3 separate regions of the Sus scrofa genome follow, and all the other regions are linked to region 2. The links are chromatin contacts, called in public HiChIP or PLAC-seq and promoter capture Hi-C maps. All regions are on one chromosome and are shown on one strand. Each heading gives the region's core, a stretch centred on a gene start, on an enhancer-like site or on the middle of the called end of the contact. The rest is flanking DNA. Distances are from core to core; before and after follow the strand shown. Region 1 holds the start of FEM1A (protein fem-1 homolog A). Region 2 holds the start of DPP9 (dipeptidyl peptidase 9). Region 3 overlaps TICAM1 (toll like receptor adaptor molecule 1).

Region 1 (3,746 bases), core at 36-2,535, 89 kb after region 2:
CATGAAGAACGGGGGTACCAGGGAGGGCACCCACTAAGTGGCCAAAGAATCATCCACGAAGACCTGAAGTCTCAGCTGAGACCTGAAGAAGGCCCAAGAGGCAGCCAAGTGAAGAGGGTATGGAACAGTGTTCCGAGCAGAGGGAATGACACACACAAGAGTGTGGAGGTGTAGAGAACAGTATGCATTTCTCAAACATTCCTGGAGGAAGGACCCCGTTCTTCATCCTTACCATAATTTCAGTAACCTTGGGGCACAGAGCAGCAAAATGGTGGCAAGAGTGTTAGGGAGAGGGTCTGACTTCAGGGGTGGGGTTCAGGCTTCACTGGAGGTGTCCACCCGTGCAGTCAACCGGAAGAGCCCCACACTTGGTTTAATGTTCTGCCATCCCTGTTGAGAAATTCTGAACTACTTTTAGACAAGAAGTTCAACATTTTCCTTTTGCACTGGGCCCTGCAAATTACATAGCCACTTCTGCCTGGGTTCAAATCCCAACCTTGCCATTTACTTGCCCTGTGCCCTTGGGCAAGTTACTGAAAATTTCAAAGCCCCCAACCCCAAATGATACGCACAATGATAGTGGAGAAGGGCTGAGGCAAATTAATTTAGATTTTGTATTGAGGATGTTGAGGGTTGAAGGAGAAAAACTAAAATTTTAACTGGGTATTAATGAGTGAGTAAATAAATATATGAGTATGTGAATGAGTGAGTGAATGAATAAATGAATGAATGAATAAGAAGGGGAGGAGCGCTAGACACCGACCCTTACGGCCACCTCTAGTCAGTCCCTGCTTCCCTAACATCCCCACCCCTCCTCACTTTCCTGTCTCTCCCGAGCGCCCCCTGCCGTTGCGCCGCTCAGCCTCGCCAAGCTCGAATCAGACCCCGCGCCTGGTTCTCGCTGCCGGTTGGCTCCGAGGCTGGCCTTTCGTGGAAAGTAGTCCTCTGCCCCGCGTCTACGTTTCCTATCGGCTCCGGTACTGTGACAGCCACAGGAAGTACGTAGCGAAACTTTCTCCAGGTCCCACAAGCCATCGCATAGCACTGCATGACGGGAGTCGTAGTCCTCGCCTCGCCTATTTCTGACACCATTCACTCAGGTTGGAACTACAATTCCCGCCATGCATCGTGTCCTCACGTCATCGCATCTGACCCTCGGCCTTCTGGGAGTAATAGTCTTAGCACATCACCGTTCCTTTTCTGTCCTACGGAGCGGGCTGGCTCAGAGGACTACACTTCCCAGCATGCTCCATTCGTCCTCGGCACCAGGCCACGACAGCCATTTTGTTCCGCCCGAAAAGCCCCTAAAATGGCGCCGGGGGAGACGGTGAAGGTTGCCGCCTGCCTGTCTGGGCTCTAGTCCGCCGTCACCCCGTGCCCTCTTCCCCCGGCGGCAGGCCCATGGCCTGGCGGAGGCCCGGACCATGGACCTCCATACCGCCGTGTACAATGCTGCCCGTGATGGCAAGCTGCAGCTGCTTCAGAAGCTGCTCAGCGGCCGGAGCCGGGAGGAGCTGGAGGAGCTGACGGGCGAGGTGGCCAGCGGGGGAACACCGCTGCTAATCGCCGCCCGCTACGGCCACTTGGACGTGGTCGAGTACCTGGTGGACCGGTGCGGCGCGAGCGTGGAAGCAGGCGGCTCGGTGCACTTCGATGGCGAGACCATCGAGGGCGCGCCGCCGCTGTGGGCCGCCTCTGCTGCGGGCCACCTGGACGTGGTGCGGAGCCTGCTGCGCCGCGGGGCCTCGGTGAACCGCACCACACGCACCAACTCGACGCCCTTGCGCGCCGCCTGCTTCGACGGGCACCTGGAGGTGGTGCGCTACTTGGTGGGCGAGCACCAGGCGGACCTGGAGGTGGCCAACCGGCACGGGCACACGTGCCTTATGATTTCCTGTTACAAGGGCCACCGCGAGATCGCCCGCTACCTGCTGGAGCAAGGCGCCCAGGTGAATCGGCGCAGCGCCAAAGGCAACACGGCCCTGCACGACTGTGCTGAGTCTGGCAGCCTGGAGATCTTGCAGCTGCTGCTCGGGTGCAACGCCCGCATGGAACGTGACGGCTACGGTATGACTCCGCTGCTGGCGGCCAGCGTGACGGGCCACACCAACATCGTGGAGTACCTTATCCAGGAGCAGCCTGCTGGGGAGGAGACCCGGCCAGGGCTGTCCCGAGAAGGCCCCACCGCCAGCCCGGCGTGCGTGCAGCCCCAGAGCCCCCGCTGCTGCAGCGCCTCCCCAGAGGAGCCGCTGAGCGGTGAATCTTCCGAGAGCTGCTGCCCCACCAGCCGGGAAGCTGCCGTTGAAGCCTTGGAATTGCTGGGAGCCACCTACGTGGATAAGAAGCGGGATCTGCTTGGGGCCCTGAAACACTGGAGACGGGCCATGGAGCTGCGTCACCAAGGGGGTGCGTATCTGCCCAAACCCGAGCCCCCGCAGCTGGTCCTGGCCTATGACTATTCCAGGGAGGTGAATACCGCTGAGGAGTTGGAGGCACTCATCACCGACCCGGATGAGATGCGCATGCAAGCCCTGTTGATCCGCGAGCGCATCCTGGGGCCCTCCCACCCGGACACTTCTTACTATATCCGTTACCGGGGCGCGGTGTACGCCGACTCAGGCAACTTCGAGCGCTGCATCCGCCTGTGGAAGTACGCCCTGGACATGCAGCAGAACAACCTGGAGCCTCTGAGTCCCATGACCGCCAGCAGCTTCCTCTCCTTTGCCGAACTCTTCTCCTACGTGCTTCAGGACCGCTCGGCCAAGGGTAGCCTGGGCACGCAGATCGGCTTTGCAGATCTCATGGGGGTGCTGTGCAAAGGGGTGCGGGAAGTGGAGCGGGCCCTGCAGCTGCCCAAGGAGCCCGGGGACTCGGCGCAGTTCACCAAGGCCCTGGCCATCATCCTCCACCTGCTCTATCTGCTGGAGAAAGTGGAGTGCACGCCCGACCAGGAGCACCTGAAGCACCAGACGGTCTACCGGCTGCTCAAGTGCGCCCCCCGCGGCAAGAACGGCTTCACTCCTCTGCACATGGCCGTGGACGCGGAGACCACGAACGTGGGCCGCTACCCGGTAGGCAGATTCCCCTCCCTCCAGGTGGTCAAGGTGCTGCTCGACTGCGGGGCTGACCCAGACAGCCGGGACTTTGACAACAACACCCCGCTGCACATCGCGGCACAGAACAACTGCCCGGGGATCATGAACGCCCTGATCGAAGCAGGAGCCCACATGGACGCCACCAACGCCTTCAAGAAGACGGCCTACGAGCTGCTGGACGAGAAACTGCTGGCTAAGAGCACCATTCAGCCCTTCAACTACGTCACCCTACAGTGCCTTGCAGCCCGCGCCCTGGACAAAAACAAGATTCCCTACAAGGGCTTCATCCCCGAGGAGCTGGAGGCCTTCATCGAGCTGCACTGAGGGGCTTCCGCGAGGAGACCCCGGGAGGGGCGGGGCCCAGTTTGTCCCCGCCCCCTCCTGGTGAGCACTTCCGGTGGCACAAAACAGGAGGAGGGCCTCCCGCCCGCACTGCCCTCTCACCTCTGCAGGGAGGAGGAGAGGAGTTAGCGAGCTGTTGGTGCTAGAAGCCTTCTGGATCACGTGCTCCGGGATCGGCCTTTCTCAAGAGCCCGCGCTTCCATCCTTAACCCGAGAAGACGCTCCACTTCCCACGCGTCCCATCTGCCTGGGTTTCGGAGATTTTTTTGCCTTCTGACCTGGAGGCAGAGGGATTGAAGCCATCGCCTT
Region 2 (3,695 bases), core at 606-3,105:
TGTGGCCAGTGGCCATTAAAAAAAAAAAGTTACACTAAAGTTGTTTTTAAGAGCCAGAATTCACACCATCTGCAGATTGAGTGCCAGGCACAGTGTTAGGGGTGCGAGGTGCAGGCACACATCGGCCAAATCCAGCTGGAAATCAGCAGGCCCTCCTTTTTCTCCCCCAGTCCTTCAGGGGCAGCTAGAGTGGGATGCTGGAGAGAAAGAAAACTCCAGCAAGAGCACACAAAGCTGCCTCCACTGGGCTGGCTCCCCACCAACTGTCCCCAAGGGCAGTGACCCCAGGACTGCAGGAAACCACTTCTTGCCAAATGCTGTATTCTAGAGCAGGCAAATGAATCCCACCAGCCCACACCTGGCCTTCCTGGCCACCCCGCCCCAGCACCACTGACCTTCTAAAGGGTCCAGAAAGCCTCCATTCCGGCTGCAGACGTGACACAGACCTTAACAGAGTAAATGTGCCATTAACGGGGCAACTTAATGGAGAGACTGGCTAACCACTCACTCTCCTTCCATTCAGGAGTCCTCAAGGGTCGGGCCTGATTCTCTGTACCCAGTATATCCTAATGATGCCTCACAGCCCTGCAGTGCTGTCTGCATGTCCTGAACCATACCCTACATGCATGACCAGCCACTGGGCCCAATTCGCCCAGGATTCAGCAGGGCACTACAGGGATTGGTGACTACAGGGCACCCCTTGGGCTTAAGTCCCAGCTCCTGGAAAGATTTGTTCCTGTGGTCAAGGCAAGTGACTTCCTGGAGTGCGGGCAGGCGGAGATGGGGGCGGTGGAGAGTCAAAGGGAACTAGCTGGATCAAAGGGAACTAGCCGCTTCTGATGGCTTAGCTGCCACATGGATGGGAAAGTGTCAAGACTGGGCTAAGCCTATGTAGGAAAAGGTGGGTGGCTGGAGAGGCCTGGGAGGGAAGCTGAGAGAGGCGGCTGGACCTTGTGAGGATGCGGGTGAGGAGGCCAAGCGTTGGGGAGGGGTGAAAAGGTGGGGGTCAGGACGCAGGTCAGGGAGGTGGCCTCTGCTCTCAGATAGGTAGTATGTGTTTGCATGGGGAGGGGGAGAAGACGGGGCCCTCCACAGCCTGCAGGGAAAGGAAGGTGTTACCAGGTGCGGCACCCCCGGAAGGAGCCAGAGATAGGTGGCCTGGGCAGCAAAGGGATGGGAGAGAAAGTCGGGTCGGGCCGGGCCGGGCCGAGAAGAGGCTGAGAGGTCGCGCGGCAAGCGGAGGGGTCGAGCGGGGAAGATGGGATGAAGAGAGGCGGGGACTGGAGGAACCGCGAGTCTGGTCAATGGCGGGGCCAGAGTGCGCGGACCGGGGCAGAGGGCACCCGGTAGGCGGGTGAATGGAGAGTCCACGGTTGAGGCTCAGGCGGGCCCGGTCAATGGTGGGTTCAGGGTCGCGGCCGGGGCCGGACGGGGCGCGCGGGCGCAGCTCACCAGGGCTCGGGGCCGGTGCAGGGCGGCGGCCGGGCTGGGCAAGGTGTCCCGGGGCCAGCGGCACCTCAAGCTCGGGGCTCCATGCCCGGGACTGCGGCCCCGGAAGTGGCGGGCGCGGGGGACAGCGGAGGCGGCGGACACTGGGGTACCCGGCAGCTCAGGCCCCTTTGACCCGGAAGTCGAGCGGCCCAGGCGGCGGCCTGGGATTGGCCACCGCTCGGCCGGCACCAAAGAGGCCGGAGCACTGGGGGGGGACACGCCAGCATGCCCCCGCATCCAATGGAGTGAAACGTCCCTTGGGTTGCTCCTTCCTGTGCCGGGAGAGCTATTAAAGAGAAAGACACCCCCTCAAGTAACTTGGTATCGCCCAAATAAACGTAATACTTCTACTAAAGAAACCTAAGAAAATTGTGTTCCATCGTTGCGTTGGTGGTATAGTGGTTAGCATAGCTGCCTTCCAAGCAGTTGACCCGGGTTCGATTCCCGGCCAACGCACATGGTTAAGGAGCTTTTCCATTTTTCCCTGCTCTTACGGTCCATTTAAAACTTTCTGTAGTAATATTTGTATTACTTTGCAATAACTTATAAAATCCCATATCTACAAAGATTAGAGAAATAAAAAAAAGAGCATAGAACCTGAATTTCTACTGCAGTTATTTTGAAGCAAATTTTAAAATTCTATAATAAAGAAATGATAAAGGGAATGTTTCCACCCGGGATCAAACAAGGGACCTTTGATGTGTTAGGCGAACGTGATAACCGCTACGCTAAAGAAACCAATATGGGTCATATTTTTTTGGGCTTATTATAGACAACGTTACAGGACCTGTTACATTATACTCCCAATATGAACATTTGGTTCTGTCAGCCCAGGTGATTCTCGTTCTTTCTGAATATCCATCCCTCGGCTTGACGCGGTTGGAAGCTGGAAAAACACAGAATAAAAAAATCTAATAACCCCCATTCCCAACGCTCGCACGCGCGCACACACACACACGCACGCACACACACACGATTAAAACAGTCCAAGACAAAAACTGTTCACAAATCCATCCTGAGGGCAAACAATGTTTCTTTAGTTTGTCTCATGCATAGATTCTTTATTTAAACTCTTACCTGTATACAAATATACAAATATTAACTATGTTGCTTCAGCCCAAACCACTTTCTACGAGAAAGAAAGGTCTTTCTGTAAAAGACCTGTAAAGGACATTAGGTACAACTAATTTGGAAGGGGAAGAAAAAAAAAAAAAAATCTCGACGTAGAAGATGATGAAAATGACTTTTCATCTCATAACCCAAAGTTAACTCAGTTTAGGCCAGTCCGTTTTTTTGTTGGTTTTTTGTTTGTTTGCTTTTTTGTTTTTTTTAAGAGAGATAGGAGGAAGGGAAATGGTAAGAATTTAGGATCAAGCCTAAAAATAATAAATAATGGAGAGGGTGTGGAGAAAAGGGAGCCCTCCTCTACTATTGCTGGGAATGTAAACTGGTGCAGCCACTATAGAGAACAGTATGGGATTTCCTCAAAAAAACTGAAAGTAGAGCTACCATCTTGCAATCTGAAAACATGCATATGGTCATATGTCATGAGAAAATCATAATCTGAAAAGATAAATGCACCCCAATGTTCACAGTAGCACTATGTACAATAGCCAAGACATAGAACCAACCTATTAGACTAATAAGATGTGGGGGAGTTCCTGTTGTGGCTCAGCAGTAGGAACACAAGTATCCATGATAATGCAGGTTTGATCCCTGGCCTTGCTCAGTGGGTTAAGCATCTGGCGGTGCGTGAGCTGCGATGTAGATCACAGATGCGGCTTGGATCTAGCCTTGCTGTGTCTGTGTTGTAGGCCAGCAGCTGCAGCTCCAATTCCATCCCTAGCCTGGAAACTTCCATATGCCATCAATGTGGCCCTAAAAAGCCAAAAAAAAAACAACAAAAAAAAAAGTGGTATACGAGTTCTGGCTGCATGGCAGTCGGTTAAAATCTGACTGCATCAGCATGGTCACTGCGGAGGCTCAGGTTTCATCCCTGGACAGCATAGTGGGTTAAAGGATCCTGCAGTAGGTGGCAGCTGTGGCTCAAATTCAATCCCTGGCCCAGATTCAATGCGGTATGTATAGACAATGGAATATTAGCCATGAAAAGAATGAAATACTGCCATTTGCAGTTTCATGGGTAGACTAGAGATTATCATACTAAGTAAGCCAGATACAGAAAGACAAATGTCATATAATAT
Region 3 (3,668 bases), core at 820-3,319, 110 kb after region 2:
TCTGGTGTCAGCTTACTTCCTCCTTCAGAAAGATTCTCTTCATCCTCCCAGGCTGGTCAAGGGTCCCCTCAGGCCTCTGAGGCCTCCTACATTTCATCATTGGCCTGATTGCCCCTTAACTATCTCTGTCTCTGGCACTGGACCATGAGCTCTGAGAGGACAGAACAGGGGTGTCTTGGGTCACCTGAGGGGGTGACAACTCAGTCTTCACTGTGCCCAAGGACCTGCACACAGTAGGAGCTCAATAAATGTTGGTTAGCCGAAAGGATGGAGGAATCTACATCCTCTCCATTCAGTGCCCAGTGAGCTCCATGGGGCACTGTGTCCCCAGGTCTGTGTCCCCAGCGCCCGTCACGGCCTGTACACAATAGGTGCCCACTAACTGTCAAAAGGGTTTACTGAGCAATTATTCTGTGGCACATCTTGTGCTGGCTTCCGAAAATACTGCAGTGACCAAGACAGATTGGTCCCCAACTCTCTCTGGGTGGGTAGAGTGTGGACAAGAAGCCATGAATTAACAAGTAACAAAATGAACTGGAATAGGAGCTCCTGTCGTGGCTCAGTGGTTAATGAATCTGACTAGCATTCACAACGATGCAGGTTCAATCCCTGACCTCGCTCAGTGGGTTAAGGATCCGGCATTGCCATGAGCTGTGGCGTAGGTCGCAGATGAGGCTCGGATCCCGTGTTGCTATGACTGTGATGGAGGCTGGAAGCTACAGCTCCAATTAGACCCCTGGCCTGGGAACCTCCATATGCCATGGGTGTGGCCCTGAAAAAAAAAAATGAACTGGAATATTGAAAAGAATTTTAAAAATCAAGACCATATGCACAGTCTCCATATGGGCTAGAATCCATGGAGAGAGCCCCCTGGCTCCTTCTCCTGTCCCAGAAGGCTACTTATGAGCTGTGTGACCTTAGATAAATGATGTCACCTCTCTGGGCCTCAGTTTCCTCATCTATAAACTGGGGACATTGCTTCTGGCTCCTGGGGTTGTAGATGAAATGAGCTTATCCAGCACATAAAGCCCTCAGCTCAGGGCTTTAAATATGCTGGGGTGACACAGGGACAGACCCAAGGACACTAGGGCCATTGTACAGGTGGGAAAGATGTGGCCCAGAAAAGGGCTATGACTTGTGACTATGATTGGGGGATGAAAGAGGGACTCACATTCTGAATGTGCCCACTCCTCCTCTCTCCTCTGCCTCTGCCAGGTCCAGCCCCCATCATCACTGGCCTGGACCAGTTCAGCAGACCTCCCCTGGCCCCCAGCTTCTGCCCTCACGCCCTAGTCAGCCTTCCTTGCCCCAGCCAGAGGGCGCTGGTGAGCACCTGAGTCAAGCCCCGCCCCTCTTCTGTCCACAACCCTCCAGGGCTCCCACCTCCCTGGGGGCAAAAGCCCAAGACCTACTGCACCCTCCCCTCCCTGGCGTCACCTCTTCCCTTGCTTCCCCTCCCTCTTTCTGCTCCAGCCACAGGGGCCTCCTTACTGCTCCTCTGACACACTAGGTCCAGTCCTGCCCCAGTACCTTTGCACTGCCTATTTCCTCTGCCCATAAGATCACCTTCCTTCCCAAGCTCTTCCAATCATGACCACCCCCTTCTCTTCCTCCCCATCTTGACTCTAATGCCACCTCCTCCTCAGAGAGGCCCTCTCTGGCCACCTGGGCCAGAGGCACTCCCTTCACTCGCCCTGTTTATTTCTTCCCAAGTCTCTTCACTTTCTGAAATGATCTTGCTTCCTTGTTTGATGACATATTCATCAACCATGAGTTTGATGCTCCCTCCCCTCGGCCTGAGCCTGCGATTGAAAAGAGAGCAGGGCACAGATCACAACTGTCTTTGCCCCTACTGCACCTCCAGGTCTGGGACAATCCTGGCACACAGTAGGAGCTCCATAAATGTTGGTTGACTAAACAAATGGCCTATGCCACGGCAACCGTCCAGTGAATTGCAGCCAACTCTAGCCTCCATAATCAGAAACTGGCTGTTTCCATGACATCACCCCACCCCACCCCACCAGAGAATCTGATCTCTCCAGGTTTCACTTCAAGGTGGGGAGGCCAGAACACAACAAAAATCTGAGCCAGCAGCTCAAAGAGCAAGTGGTGCACGACAGGCTGGGTGACTCACACCAGGCCTGCCCTTTGAGGAAGCTGGCAGCAGAGGAAAGGATACGTGAAGTCAATGTTCAGATCACACTGTTGAGCAAGAAGAGGCTTGCAGCTTCCTGGCTCACCTGGCTCTTCTGGGCTGGACCTTCATTCCCTCCCTTGGAAATCCAACTACTTCACGACAATCTCCCCACTTTCGATCTGTGTGACTTTGGGGACCAGAATTCACCCCTTTGGGCCTTGGTTTTCCCCATATGTAAAATGGAACCAGCAATAGAAGCTTTTCCCTGGGGAAGACAACAATACATTTATTTATTTAGTCTTTTTTTAGGGCCGCACCCAAGGCAAATGGAAGTTCCCAGGCTAGGGGTTGAATGGGAGCTGTAGCTGCTGGCCTACACCACAGCCACAGCCATAGCCACGCATGATCGCAGCCACATCTGTGACCTACACTACAGCTCACAGCAACTCGAGATCCTTAACCCACTAAACGAGGCCAGGGGTCGAACCCACGTCCTTATGGATACTAGTAGGGTTCATTACCACTGAGCCACGACGGGGAATCCCTGAAAATACATTTAGATATTTATTTATTTATTTATTTAGTCTTTTTTTGCTATTTCTTGGGCCGCTCCCTCGGCGTATGGAGGTTCCCAGGCTAGGGGTTGAATCGGAGCTGTAGCCACTGGCCTACGCCAGAGCCACAGCAACGCAGGATCCGAGCCGCGTCTGCAACCTACACCACAGCTCACGGCAACGCCGGATCGTTAACCCACTGAGCAAGGGCAGGGACTGAACCCGCAACCTCATGGTTCCTAGTCAGATTCGTTAACCACTGCGCCACGACGGGAACTCCCATTTAGATATTTAAAGCCTCCAGAATGGATAAATGGTGAGTGTTTGACAAATGTTAAAATTCTACTCTTACTCCATCCTGACCAATGAAATGAGAGCAAATGTGCACAACTATGGCTCATGTCATTCAAAGTTCTCGCTTTAGGTTTGCTTTTATGGCAATAGTAGCCCAGTTTTTATCTTGACAAAGGGCAAGGCAGAGGTCCCCCAGAGGACAACGGCACTGCTGAAGCATTCAATAAATATTTATTACAATTAAAACTCCATTCTAATACCCCCCAGCCCATTCCCCACCACCACTCTCCAAAAGGAGAGAAAGAAATGTGTAAACTCACATCCAGTTCTGGCAACCTGGAGAACCAGAAAGGCAAGAGGCCCATTTTGCACCATTTCCTGAGACCCAAAGGTCTCCCCAGCAGTGTCCTGAAAGTAGCGGATGACCCCTGTTCCACTGCCTCCTGGAGATGGGGGTGGGGGAGGGGCAAGGCTGAAGTCATCGGGTCCAGACATTTGGTCATTGCGTTTCTGGTGACTTGTCCTCGGGCGCCTGGGTCCCTCTCTGGTTCCACATGTGGTTATTGAGCCCCAGTTGTACCATTTGAGCATGGTGGATGATGAGAGGCTGCACCCCAGAGCTCTGAGGGTTCACAGGGGAGGACTGTGACGCAGCCGGAGGCTGTGGGAAGGCAGGAGGCTGA

What was found. Promoter capture Hi-C pulls out the DNA fragments that hold promoters and counts their contacts. HiChIP or PLAC-seq counts read pairs in DNA pulled down with a chosen protein or histone mark.
Region 1: a contact with region 2 is called in a promoter capture Hi-C map of fetal liver, with 3 times the contacts expected there. The contact joins the promoter of FEM1A here to the promoter of DPP9 in region 2. A contact is called at or near these places in 2 of 5 promoter capture datasets (fetal liver and liver), 18 of 47 Hi-C or Micro-C datasets (alveolar macrophages, blood, brain and 9 more) and 2 of 2 datasets of contacts at active chromatin or transcription factors (alveolar macrophages and skeletal muscle).
Region 3: a contact with region 2 is called in an H3K27ac HiChIP or PLAC-seq map of alveolar macrophages. The contact joins the enhancer-like site here to the promoter of DPP9 in region 2. A contact is called at or near these places in 1 of 5 promoter capture datasets (liver), 9 of 47 Hi-C or Micro-C datasets (blood, embryonic fibroblasts, epiblast stem cells and 4 more) and 2 of 2 datasets of contacts at active chromatin or transcription factors (alveolar macrophages and skeletal muscle).

Annotation. Positions count from the first base shown.
Region 1 is chr2:74,042,662-74,046,407 of Sscrofa11.1, reverse strand. It overlaps FEM1A (protein fem-1 homolog A), which reads left to right and starts at 1,285. Exons shown (of 1, transcript XM_021084041.1): 1 at 1,285-3,746. The coding sequence starts at 1,425. The coding sequence ends at 3,419.
Region 2 is chr2:74,132,680-74,136,374 of Sscrofa11.1, reverse strand. It overlaps DPP9 (dipeptidyl peptidase 9), which reads right to left and starts at 1,855. Exons shown (of 22, transcript XM_021084042.1): 1 at 1,453-1,855; 2 at 396-446. It overlaps TRNAG-UCC (a tRNA gene), which reads left to right and starts at 1,876; the gene lies at 1,876-1,947.
Region 3 is chr2:74,020,627-74,024,294 of Sscrofa11.1, reverse strand. It overlaps TICAM1 (toll like receptor adaptor molecule 1), which reads right to left. Exons shown (of 2, transcript NM_001315738.1): 2 at 3,198-3,668. The coding sequence ends at 3,485. Among named protein-coding and RNA genes, the nearest start is that of TICAM1, 18 kb to the right of the region's middle. Within about 2 kb of position 2,069, at least 15 of the 83 cell types and tissues checked have an H3K27ac peak or open chromatin away from gene starts, as enhancers often do. A contact at or near this core is called in alveolar macrophages, embryonic fibroblasts and liver, where this site is marked.